Regions from separate parts of the Mus musculus genome. Here region 1 is linked to region 2. A link is a contact called in public HiChIP or PLAC-seq data. All regions are on one chromosome and are shown on one strand. Each heading gives the region's core, a stretch centred on a gene start, on an enhancer-like site or on the middle of the called end of the contact. The rest is flanking DNA. Distances are from core to core; before and after follow the strand shown.

The links. HiChIP or PLAC-seq counts read pairs in DNA pulled down with a chosen protein or histone mark.
Region 1: an H3K27ac HiChIP or PLAC-seq map of embryonic stem cells shows a contact between it and region 2, with 2.5 times the contacts expected there. The contact joins the promoter of Btnl10 here to the promoter of Obscn in region 2. A contact is called at or near these places in 1 of 39 promoter capture datasets (embryonic stem cells), 1 of 115 datasets of contacts at active chromatin or transcription factors (embryonic stem cells) and 2 of 9 other capture datasets (liver and pancreatic islet).

Annotation. Positions count from the first base shown.
Region 1 is chr11:58,916,628-58,922,605 of GRCm38.p6, reverse strand. It overlaps Btnl10 (butyrophilin-like 10), which reads right to left and starts at 4,698. Exons shown (of 6, transcript NM_001363414.1): 1 at 4,414-4,698; 2 at 3,652-3,738; 3 at 3,133-3,486; 4 at 2,036-2,314; 5 at 159-341. The coding sequence starts at 3,736.
Region 2 is chr11:59,132,852-59,139,392 of GRCm38.p6, reverse strand. It overlaps Obscn (obscurin, cytoskeletal calmodulin and titin-interacting RhoGEF), which reads left to right and starts at 3,018. Exons shown (of 104, transcript NM_001171512.2): 1 at 3,018-3,999; 2 at 4,573-4,842; 3 at 5,433-5,693; 4 at 6,064-6,372. The coding sequence starts at 3,018.

The DNA.
Region 1 (5,978 bases), core at 3,449-5,948, 220 kb after region 2:
CTCTCTCGGTGGTGAAGGGTTTTCCCTGGGTGGGTTGTAGCTGGGAAATCCCCACTAGCCATTCATTCTGTCCCTGCTGTGTTGGGTGACACAAAGACAACGCCTCAGAGCAGAGCCTGGCGTGTGGGTCTCTGGTGTGATGGTCAGGCCCCACTCACCGTGGAAGAGCCCGGCCTCATCACGGGCTCCTGGATCCTCCTCTTCCTGATTTGTTTTATGCTCTTCTTTGTGACATTTCCCAAAGGCACAGGCTATTGCTGCTGAAACCAGCCCTAGTGCCGTGAGGATCAAAGGCAGAGCTGGTCCGCTTTCCGTGGACAGAGGCCTTCTGGACAGGGAGGCTAAGGAGATTCCAAAGGCATCAAGAATAAAACAGGAGGGGATCGTCTTTGTTAGACACTCGTACACACACACACACACACACACACACACACACACACACCATTCCAAAGTCAAGGAACACAATTTTTGGTAGACCTTTCTAAAGAGGGTTCAGAAAAAAAATGAGTTGTCTTCCAATACTCAGCGCTACAGCTTGAGGGTTTGTGTACCCCAAAACACTGAGATCCCGGTCTCTTAGATGATGGTGCAGGTGGGCTGTGGGAGGTGGGACAGTCCTGAGGGTGGAGCCTCATGACTGCGTGGTTATTGTGAGTTCCAGGCCAGTCAGGGTTACACAGTGATAAGCTTAAAAACAAACAAACAAACAAACAAACAAAAAGTTGAAAAGCAAAGGATTATAAAGAAATAAAAATTTACATGACAAGCTACATCTATCCTTTAGTAGCTAACTAGGTAAACTAACTGTCATCTATCCAGACAGTGGGATAATTCAGCCCCCAACAGAAATGATTTATAGGCATGGTGGTTTGAGTGAGAATGGCCCCCATAAGCTCAGATGTTTCAGAACTTGGCCCCAGTTAATGGGACTGTTTGAGAAGGATTAGATATGGCCTTGTTGAAGGCCATGTGTCACAGGGGGTGGGCTCGGAGTTTTCAAAAGCCCATGCCAGGCCCAGTGTCTCTCTCTCTCAGCCTGCAACTGGGTCTCTCAGCTACTTCTCCAGCACCATTTCTGCCTGCCTGCCTGCCTGCCACCATGGTTCCTGCCATGATGATAATGGACTAACCCTCTGAAACTGTAAGCAAGCCCCCAACTAAATGCTTACTTCTGTAAGTGGCTTTGGTCATGGTGCCTTCTCAGTAACTACCAGGCAAAGGTGAATCATGGAAAGGCAAAACCATGCATAGAAAGAAAAAAAGGTCCGGTTCTCCAGGCATTAAGTGGGAAGAGGGAATGCAGTGGACTTACAGGCATTGTGCAGTACCGACAAATAGATAACAACTCTCCCATGTCCACACCCCGAGCACCCAGCACTGGCGAGCCCTACACACTTGCTGCTGAGCCTGATTGCTCTTGCCTTTTCATTCCTGTCATGCTCCCTTTCTGGGCGTTCATAACCGAGAGCGCTATGACCGTGAGATGAGGTGTATTGAAGACCCAGGAGCTGGAGAGACATTTCAGTGGTTAGGAGCTCTGCTGCCCTTCCTGAGGAACTCTGGTCCCATTTCCCACACCCACATGGTGGCTCACAGCGACCATCTGTAACTCCAGTTCCAAGGATACTGCAGACACACACTGTACTTACACGCAGTCAGTATAACACTCATACACATAAAATAAAAATATTTTTTTAAAGAAAAAGTCTATGCATTTTCTGATTTAATTTGCCATCAACTAAAACTTCTCTAAAAAACAAAACAAACAAACAAACAACCCCAATAACAACAACCAAGATCCATTTAAAAACAACAACAGCAACAGAAAAGCCAGTATCAGGGTGGATCTTTCTTGCTTCCCTAGTGGATCTCCCTGCATCCCTATCCCTGCATTGTCTTGGAAACCAACATCCCTACGACCCTCTTGGCCAGGCTGAAGGGAGGATCTTCTCTGGCTCTGCCTGCATAGCCTTCTCCTAACATCCCTGGCACCCAGGGCCTGGTTCTGCTGTCTTTGAACTGAGCAGATACTCACCCAGCAGGTAAGTCTCTGTCACCTTCTCTGGGAGGAGGGGATTGGAGATGGAGCAAGTCAGGCCCCCCACAGCCGTATCCTGGGGAGTCACAATGGAGAGCAGGGCCACGAGGCCAGTGCTGGCTGAAACTGAGAAGTGACTCTCAGCAGACACTGGTTGTCCTTTAAGGTCCAGCCACTCCACCTTGGGCTCGGGGTACCAGCCTGCTGAGGTGCACTCGGCCCGGATGCCTTTGTCCTGGGTGTCAGTCACACGGATTCTGGGGGACGAGCCCCGCCCTGGAGGAAGGAAGAGACAGCAGCTCAGATCCTGCAGCTACAACTGGTGGGAAGGGATGGCTTGCAGGTGTTAAGTAGGTTCTATGAATCTGCATGGAGCACATCTGTGTGATAACATTACTAATGCAATACCTTCATCCCAAATAAAACGGTTGAGAGAAATGGGGGTGGGGGAAAGAAAGAAAGAAAGAAAGAAAGAAAGAAAGAAAGAAAGAAAGAAAGAAAGAAAGAAAGAAAAAAAAAAACAACCCAAAGCTTTCTACTAAGTATGAGAATGAGGAAGGAGCTAGGGTCTGTCACCTAGGAAAACTTCTCCATAGCCCCAAACAACCCAGTCTCTCTCCTGTCTCCCTCCTGTCTCTCACTTTCCCAAACCTCAGCAGTTTCAGCCTCTTTGTCATTCTCCCCATTTCTCTTTGTTATCTCTCTGGGCTCCTGACTTCCCTCTGTTCTCTTCTTCACTTTATTTCTGTCTCCTGTTCACTGTCTTCCTGTTTCTCCCTCTCTCCTTCCACTTCCCCCAGCTGTTCCCATGCCTTGACCCCCTCCCCCACATCTGTGCTCTCTTTCTGGTACAAGGGTGTGACATAAAGGCAGACGGAACTACACCATACACAGAGCTTGCAGGGAAAACAGCTTTGCCTAGAAGCAGGTGTCACCAAAGCCTCTGCAGCCTTAGGACTCAGGGCTCTGGGGACCGAGGTCTGGAATCCTGGCTGACACTGAGAGAAGCTGAGGAGTAGAAGACACTCCCCCCAACACACACACACACACACACACACACACACACACACACACACACACACACGAAACCTCACCTGCCACCTTCAGCCACAGGGTGGCCTGGCTGTGGGATGTGTACTCCTTAAACACACAGTGATAAGTCCCGTTGTCAAACACGGTGACGTTGTGGATCTTCACAGCAGCTTCTCCCCTGGCTACATGGCTGCCGTTGAATGAGGTCCTTCCCTTATATTCCACCATCTGCTCGTCATACACATCCTCCCCATTCTTGTACACATGCACGACTGACGAGGGCTTGTCCCTGTACCACCTCAGCTCCATGCCCTCAGCGCTGATGTTGAGTGACAGTTTGCAGGGCAACTCTTTGTCTTGACCAACTATGGCCAGAAGTGGGTGGGGAGGTCCAAGGACGAGGAAATCTGATTTTCCTTAGAGATGCAAAGGAAAGGACTAGGTTAGGTCACAGGCAGGAGGCAGGGGCTCCCCTTGTGCCCCCATTTTCCTCTTTGAGAGTTCCCTTAAACCCCAGCTTTGTTGGAAGCCCCAACCTGACGCTGGGCGCTCCTAGGGTCAGAAAGGGAGGGGCGTCCTACCGTTCCCAGAAGTCAGGAGTTGCAGGAAGATGAAGCTGACCAAGATGCTTGGCAGAGTAGCATCTCCAGGGTGTGCCCTTGCCATATCTATTGGGGACACATAGAATTAGATACACATTAGTTATGGTGAGAGAGAAGCTAGGGATCTAGTAGGAGAATGGAGAAACAGCTTAAGAGAGGTAGCTGCTTGTTCACCTACCACATGAGTTCTTAGTCCTAGAAACAGGGTCGTTCCGCACAGACCCCACCTGCAGAATCCCGCGGCTGCCCCTCTGTGTGAGTGAGGCTCCCTCCACCACCCACTCCTGTGTGACTTTATACACAAGCTCCTGCCCTTTGCAGGCACATGGAGAAAAACTAGCTCCAGTAGGCAACTCTCGGGTCATCAGAACCCTGTGACACCCTCCACTGTCTAACTGCCCTGAGACAGTTAGCAGAACCCTCCAGCTAGGGTTAGAGGACACAGCTCTCTCCTCAGCAGGATGAGGACCCCTCCCCCCCCCAAACTCAGGAATTTAGGGTAGTTAGCACAATCTGTTTGGAGAGTGTGTTTTGGTAACTGGGGGGCCAGTCCCAAGAAGCCCGTCCTGGAACAGCCTTAGGCTGCCCTTCATATCTAGTGTGTCCTGTAGGCAAGGGCTCTTGTGTGGCTCCATCTTGGCTTACTAGGGCAGCCACAGGTTCTCCCTGCCCATTGAGCATGTGGAGACATCCAACCCAAAATATGGAGGCGCGCCATTAAAGAGGAAAACACTCACTTACCTCTGAGCCGGCTGCCTGCTTTCCAGGTTCTGCTGACTTTGAGAGCGTCAGAGTTGGTTGGGTTCCCTGAGAATTTCAGATTGGCAGGGCACAAGCCAAGTGATCAAGCCTCGCCTCCCAGCGATATGAGAGGGGAACCTAGAAACTGAAGAACAGACAAGCTCACCAGCTTCTGTTGAGTCTGGTTACTGCCATCAGAAAATAATTAACTCTTACCTTCGGTAAGGGCAGTTTCGACAGGAAAAAAAAAAACCCTCCCTAAGGGGCATATGGCCAGCTGTACTGAGCATATAAGATAAAGACGCTGGGATGAGGGATAAGGGAAGGCACGGAGATGAGGGGAGGTGGCCTGTAGGAGGGTGGCAGCTGGGCCAACTTGGGGACATCAGGAGCCCAAAGAAGAGGACATCTATTATTCGTGCTGGGATCCTAGCCAGCCGTAGGAGTTGGGGAGTTCAGATAAACTCTGGTTATTGAGACCTTTGAGAGCAGCCACGTTGGTGCCGCTGCCTTTGGGAACATTGTGACATGGTATCGAAAGTGACAGGATTTTGGCTTTGGCTGTGGAGACTCCTGTCCAGAAATCCAGGGCAAACCCTTCCTCATCTCTTCCCTCTGCCCCATCACCGTAAGGTCCTGGAAGCTTCACCGGAGCCAGTCTTACACCTGTCAGTTGAGTGAGGCACTGGGCCAGGCTCTATTTGACCTGGTTGTCCTTCTTATTGACTTAAAAGGGTTGGTGTCTCTAGAGACTTTGGGTAAGGGAGGGCCACTCGGCTCTGTGCAGGGCGGAGTGCTCACTTTAACTCAGCAGATGGTGTAGGACTCTTTTTTTTTTTTTGAGACAGGGTTTCTCTGTATAGCCCTGGCTGTCCTGGAGCTCACTTTGTAGACCAGGCTGGCCTCGACCTCAGAGATCCACCTGCCTCTGCCTCCGGAGTACTGGGATTAAAGGTGTGAGCCATCACACCCGGTGGTGTAGGACTCTTAGGTGCTCTAGGCCAGGCAGTAATAAGAAAGTCCAGGCCCAAGGTCTTTTCTGCTTGTCTCCTTGGGGTGCACCTTCTGGTAAACAAACACCAGGGGGCGCCACATGAAACCATGAGTTATGTTAGCTAGGCAGCAGTGCCCCCTGCAACTCATCTCCCCGATCCTGTGAGTCAGAACGGAGGACTTACACTATCTAGAGAAAGCCCTCAGCAGCCTGAGTGTTTGGTTTCAGACGGGGACAAGGGACTGAGGTGCATACTTTACACATCAAAGCAGCCCTGCCCTCCAGGTTCTCCCTGCATCCCTTAGTCCCTACCTGGCATACCCTGCCCCCACCTTAAACTTTCCTGCCCAGAGGCTGGGCTGTCCTTGCCCCAGAGGCTCCTCCCTATATAATCCAGACATTTTGGTCTCTTCTTCTCCTCTTCTCTCTCTCTCCCCTCCATCCCTTTTCCATGGCGACTTCCCTAGCCTCAATCCTTGGGGCCAGTGAACTTGCCCACCTGAGAGCAGCTTCCCAATAAACCTGCCTTTAATAGAATCTAATCTGGTTTAAATTGGCTCATTTCAGTGGC
Region 2 (6,541 bases), core at 1,769-4,268:
AACTGAATCCTGGACAGTGACACCAGGGCTATTTTGGAGCTAGGCTGGGCTGGGCTGACCAGAACGGGGGTGGGGCGGGGGCGGGCCCAGCCTTCTTCAGCTGACAGTGTTTGCCTGTCCTTTCGTCCCTGTCCAGTCTGAGGACCGGCTGGAGTGTGGGCTGCTGGGTGGGAACCACGTCGGCCTGGGCCCCAGGAAGGAGGCAGACCCAGCAGCCCCCAACTCACCATCTGTGCCCCTTGCCTGGGTGCTGCCCCAACCCCTGGTAGATACAGGTGAGGAGGTAGGGCTGTCGTGAGGGCCATCTTTCATTCCTGGAGGTCAGATGGCTGAAGGTCATGGTGTTCTGTGGAGCTTGGGGACTTTAGGGGTTCAGTCATCCCGGGGCCTTCCCTGAGAAGAGAGTAGGCTAGATGCCAGATCTGGGCCCTTTTGTGACTCTGAGGTGAGAGCCCAGAATGGGAAGAGGCAGTTTGCCCTGAGGGGCCTGGGAGGGCTGTGGCTGGCATCGTGCAACCACTGCCTAGCTGGGTCGCCCTTTTAGTCTCCCTACTGCCTGGGGGTCTGGTGTCCCTGCCCCCAGCTCTTCCGAGATGGATGCCCGCTGACAGCTGGGGCTATTTTGGGCCTGTTGGCTCAGTGGAGGGGACAGCCAGAGGGGTACTGACACTTGACTCCAGGAAAGAATTTCCCGGGAGTGGGGGAAGTCACAGGCCCGGGGTCTAAGGTGAGGCTGAGCTCGGGGGTTGCCCTTGGAAATTCGTTCTAGAAGGGCATGGGGGCCACAGGCCTGCGTTCTTGGAGTGGTGTGGAGGAGAGGGAGGGCCAGCAAGATGGAGTTCCAGGGATGGGGTAGTTTCTGCTAAGGACTGAATAGTGACAAGGCCATCAGACCCCAGGCTAGCTAGGCCCAGTCTGTGTGTCACCTCCCATTTGGTTCATCCAGAAAACTGGTCCACCCTGCATGAAGCAGAAAAGCTATGTTCTGTTAAAGTGGTGGAGGGTGTGGGTTATGGTATGGCCAGTTGTGTGAAGGAGTGGCAGGGGCTCCTGAAAACTGCTTTAGGGGGTAGAGGAGTACAAGTCACCTGCTGGGGTGGGGTGGGGTGAGGAAGAGCTGACTTCCTAGGAGAAAGAAGCTCCTCTCAGAGGCTGCGGGTGGCCACCTGGACCCCCTGCTTAGGAGATGCAACCTCCAGCCCAAACCAGGCAAGAGGTCAGGCTTCCCAGGGGATAGATTTCCTGGAAGTGTTTATCACACTCGTTTCCTCATCTGTAGGAAAGAGAACAGATCCCCTGTCCTGGGAGCCCCTCTCTGGCTTCAGACCTGCTTGGCAGGTTGGCCGAGGGGGGGGGGTCTGAGGCTGTCATTCTGAACCCACTAATAGTGGCCAGTGACTTGGTAATACAACTGACTGGTAACATAGAGGGGATGCAGGCCTTGAACAGACAGTGAGATCCAGGGACTACATCTGTGGAGGCCTAGGAAGATTCTGGAATCTCCAATCCAGGAACTGTGGACCTGCTGAGGCTGGGTCCAACTCCCTTCAAATATGTGTGTGCCACAGGCTATTTGCACACTCTTGTTCGTGAGTCTCTGGCTGGGCCACTCCAGCCTAGGCATAAAATGGTGGGTAGAGGCATAAGGAGTCCTGCTTTGCTCTGGGGACCTACAGATTGAGCAGGGAGCTCTCACTCAAGGCCCCTGAAAGCTGATGTCAAGGCCGATCTTCTATGGAACAGATGCTGAAAGGCAGCTCCAGGGGCTGGACTTGGGCCCCAGTTGGTGCGGCCCGACAGCCCTATCCTAACCCTAAGAGACAGGGCCTGTTTGTAGGTGGGGGACAGAGGTGCTGACTGGACAGTGAGTCAGCAAACCGGCCAGTGCTGCCCAGCCCTGGTTCAGGATCAGTCTCCTGGAAGAGGATTAGAGGATTAGCTACCTGAATCACAGGACTGAGAGCCGGAGGGTCAGGGAACACAAACCCATCAACTGGCTGGTCCCGTGTCAGGCAGCCCAGGCTGAGAGACCGGAGGCTGTGTCAAAGCAGAGCAGATGCAGAGGCTGAGGTCTCTGCACTGGGGTACCCATGTCTGCCAGAGGTGGAGGAAGTTAGCCTGTTGAGCCAGCCTCAGTGCCCATTGTTCCTATATGAGACCTGGGGCCGGCGGGTAATTTCAGCCACTCGCTGGATCAGTGGCAGCTTGGCTGGGGCTGTCTTGATTGGGCAGAGGCCAGCCTTATTTGGGTAGTGATGATTCCTAGGAGGACTGAGGCATGCTATGTCGTTCTTGCAGGTGGGGGGTGGGGTGTCCCACGTTGGCAGGACCATGCTAAGGACTGAATAGTGACAAGGCCATCAGGACCCAGGAGAGCTAGGCCTTGGAGCTAGCTGGTTCCTAGCTCCTGGAGAGAGAATCTGGCTGTACTGGTCCCAGACTATAGGGACCCTCCTGCCACTCTTTGCAGCCATTGGCTACACTGCTCCTACACCCTGCTCTTACCTGGGGCCAGGTTTTCCCAGAGGATTGGCAGTGTGAGGGAAGACAGGTGCTAGTGGGTTATATGCAGCCCAGTGAGTGAGGCCCCTTTTGTTAGCATGAGCCCCACTTCAGGTGAGGTTGATGGCTCCTCTCTTTCCCTGCTGGTTGAAGAATATGTTCCCTCAGGAGTCAAGAGGACTTCCTAGTTTGGAATTTAAGGGACATCACTTTGGGTCGTGAGACTGGAGTTGGTCATAGAATGGAGGCACATCAAGGTAACTGAAGATCCTAGACTTTCAAGTCACAGAAAGGGGCCAATCTGAACTGCTGGACTTCGGAGGCACTTGAGTGGGTTGGGAGTGGAGGAGTAATGGAGACCTGGTGAGGAGGTGCCTACTTGGTTAAATTGGCCTCTCCTGGTGACACTGAACGAGGAGGAAGAGGGTAGAATGTGGTACAGGCGACTGGCTAGTCTCAACACCATCATGCCCTTCATTTCTTGTCTTTTGTAGTCCCCCAACCCCACTGACATAATGGACCACTCCTTCAGCGGAGCACCCCGCTTCCTGACGCGGCCAAAGGCCTTTGTGGTATCTGTTGGCAAGGATGCCACGCTGAGCTGCCAGATCGTGGGCAACCCCACGCCACACGTGAGCTGGGAGAAGGACCGGCAGCCAGTAGAGGCAGGAGCGCGCTTCCGCCTGGCCCAGGACGGGGATGTGTACCGCCTCACAATTCTCGATCTGGCGCTAGGTGACAGCGGGCAGTATGTGTGTCGCGCGAGGAACGCCATAGGGGAGGCCTTCGCCGCCGTCGGCCTGCGAGTGGACTCGGAGGGCACGTGTGCCGAGCAGGCGCCCCACTTTCTGCTGCGGCCCACATCCATTCGCGTGCGCGAGGGCGCAGACGCCACCTTCCGATGTCGCGTTGGAGGCTCACCACAACCTGCTGTGAGCTGGTCCAAAGATGGGCGGCGCCTGGGCCCACCCGATGCCCCCCATGTGCGTGTGGAAGAACACGGGGAGTCGAGCGCGCTTCGCATCCGTTCGGCAAGGCCTCGCGATGGTGGCACCTACGAAGTCCGAGCAGAAAATCCGCTGGGCTCTGCCAGCGCTGCCGCCGCTCTGGTGGTGGACTCGGACGCCGAGGTTGCCGGACCACCCGGCACCTCCACCGCCACGCTCCTGGCGCACCTGCAGCAGCGGCGGGAGGCCATGCGCGCAGAGGGCATACCCCCTTCTCCACCCGGCGCTGGCACGCGCACCTGCACGGTGACCGAAGGCAAACACGCGCGCCTCAGCTGTTTTGTGACCGGCGAGCCCAAGCCCGAGACAGTGTGGAAGAAGGACGGGCAGCTGGTGACCGAGGGCCGGCGACACGTAGTGTATGAGGACGAGCAAGAGAACTTCGTCCTTAAGATTCTTTTCTGCAAGCAGTCCGACCGCGGCCTCTACACCTGCACAGCGTCCAACCTCGTGGGCCAGACCTACAGCTCGGTGCTGGTGGTCGTGAGAGGTGAGCAAGCTTGTAGCCCCACACATGCGCAGGGCTGAAGCTCTTTCTGGACAACCCCCTCCTCCCCGCACCTCGTGCGTTCACTTGAGCACCAGCTGCGTTTCCAGGAGATGACCTGGTGCAAAGATCTGCTAAGGTCGCGTGGCTACATCCTGAGTTGGAGGTCTGAGCGGCTCTCTCCTTCCTCAAAACACACTGGCGATGATGGCCTCTGGCCTGAACCATCGTAAAGTCCCAGTCACTACCTCTACATCCCTCCCTGCACACCCCTACCTCACGTAGCGCCTGCTATTGTTTCTTCCGTGTTCCACTTTCTCCTCTTACTCTCCACTTTGTCCCATCAGCTCACCTATTCGACCATGTCCCTTCTTCATTTTTGGTCCCTTGGTCCGTTGAGGACATACTCCCCCCCCCGCCCCCCCCCCCAACTCCGATGATCCCTTGCCTCCTTCTATCTACTAGCTTCAGGTTCCCTGCTCTCTTTCCTCGCCACCCTCTCTGCTCGCTTGCCTTGTCCCTGGCCCTGCTCCTATCGGAGCCCTGCCATTGGTCCCTCTCTCTCACTGCTCTCAGAGCCGACGGTGCCCTTCAAGAAGCGGCTGCAGGACCTGGAGGTACGAGAGAAAGAGTCTGCTACATTCCAGTGCGAGGTGGCTCAGCCAGCTACCGAGGCGGCGTGGTTCAAGGAGGAGACCCGGCTATGGGCCAGCGCCAAGTACGACATCGAGGAGGAGGGCACCGAGCGCCGGCTGACCGTGCGCAACGTCTCGGCAGACGACGACGCTGTGTACATCTGCGAGACCACAGAGGGCAGCCGCACGGTGGCAGAGCTCTCTGTTCAAGGCAGGCGTGCGGGGCGGGGCAGGGCGCGGCCAGGAGTGCAAACAAGCCTGGGTGCAGAGGTGGCAGGCCTCTAGCCCAAGGGGTACTGATGACATCAGTTGAGTGTGGGCAAGAGGGCAGGTGAATGGGGCTGAGTTGAGAGGGACAGGGCAGAAGGGCCAGGATGAGGGACAGGCAGAGGGGGTAGGGCAGAGTGGATCTAGGATGTGGGGGTGGGGGTGGGGTCAAGTGGAGTGTGGGGGGTCAGGTTGACAAGAGGGTGCTCTCTGGAATTGGGGGGAAGATAGGTTGGGGTACAGTGATGGGGCAGATAGGGAAGAGGCATAGTGTACAAGCGGTTAGTCAGTAGGTGGGGAGGTGTGTAGTGGTGTGTGACTGGGGAGAGTTGAGGGAGGCTAGGGTTAGGGTTAAGCCTGGTTGTGTGTGTGTGTGTGTGTGTGTGTGTGTGTGTGTGTAAGAGTGAAGCAGGCGGGAGGATGGGGCTGGGTACATAGGAAGGTGGGTTGGAGGCCAAAGAATAGGGGGTGTGCAAAAGGAGTTTGGGGTCCACAGGGGCTTGTCTTACCATCTTGGCAATCTTCCCTCTCTAGGAAACTTGACCAGAAAGCTGCCTCGGAAGACAGCAGTGCGCACTGGAGACACAGCCATCTTTTGGGTGGAGCTGGCTGTCCCCGAAGGCCCTGTCCGGTGGCTACGGAACCAGGAGGAGATGGTGGCAGGGGGTCGGGTTGCCATCACTGCAGAAGGCACGTGCCACACACTGACCATCTTCCAGTGCACCTTGGAGGACATGGGTGAGGTGGCCTTTGTGTCTGGTGGCTGCCGGACGACCACCCAGTTCTGTGTATCAGGTAAGGGCCAGAAGGATGGTCTTTGGGTGGCTCTCCCTGCAGGGACACAGCTGCACCTGTCCTCGCCCCATGCTGTAGGCTTCCCTTACCAGTGGTGGTCCAAGGGTGGCAGAAAATTGTGGTCGTGTGTCCTCCACTCCAAGTTCCTCTCTTGAGAAGGGGACTTCCCACTGCAACTGGGTGGCAGCAGGTCTGGAGAAAGGCTTCTGAACCTATTGATGGTGGGTGGTACCATCCCGCCCACCAGAGCAGTGCCCAGGGGGAGACTCAAGGTCCATCAGTCATTCCCTTTCTGGTGACCCCAGGCTAGGGTCTGGCATGCTCTGAGAGATGCTCTCAGTTGGTGAGCTCAGCCTATTTTTCCACACAGCGCCCAGGAGGCCACCCCTGTACCCTCCTGCTGACCCTGTTGTAAAGGCCAAGACAGAGAGTTCTGTGACCCTCAGCTGGTCCGCACCACCCCATGGGGACCGCCCTGTCACTATTGATGGCTATGTGTTGGAGAAGAGGAAGCTGGGTGCCTATGCCTGGAGCAGGTGTCACGAAGCTGGATGGCTGGCCACAACTGAGTTTACCATCACTGGTGTGGCTGAGGAGGGGGATTTCCAGTTCCGAGTGTCAGCCATCAATCACTTTGGCCAGGGTCCTTACCTTGAATTTCCAGGGACCATGCACTTGGGTGAGTGAGTCCATTTAGTGACATCACAGGGGGCTGCCACCTGCCCTTGAGTTACCTGGCCCCAAAGCATGGTTCTGCCTCTAGGGGAGCCAGGATGATCTTAAGGGGACTCTCCGTGTAGGTTGGGAGATGTTGGGCATCCTAAGATAGTCCCACTGACACTGACCCT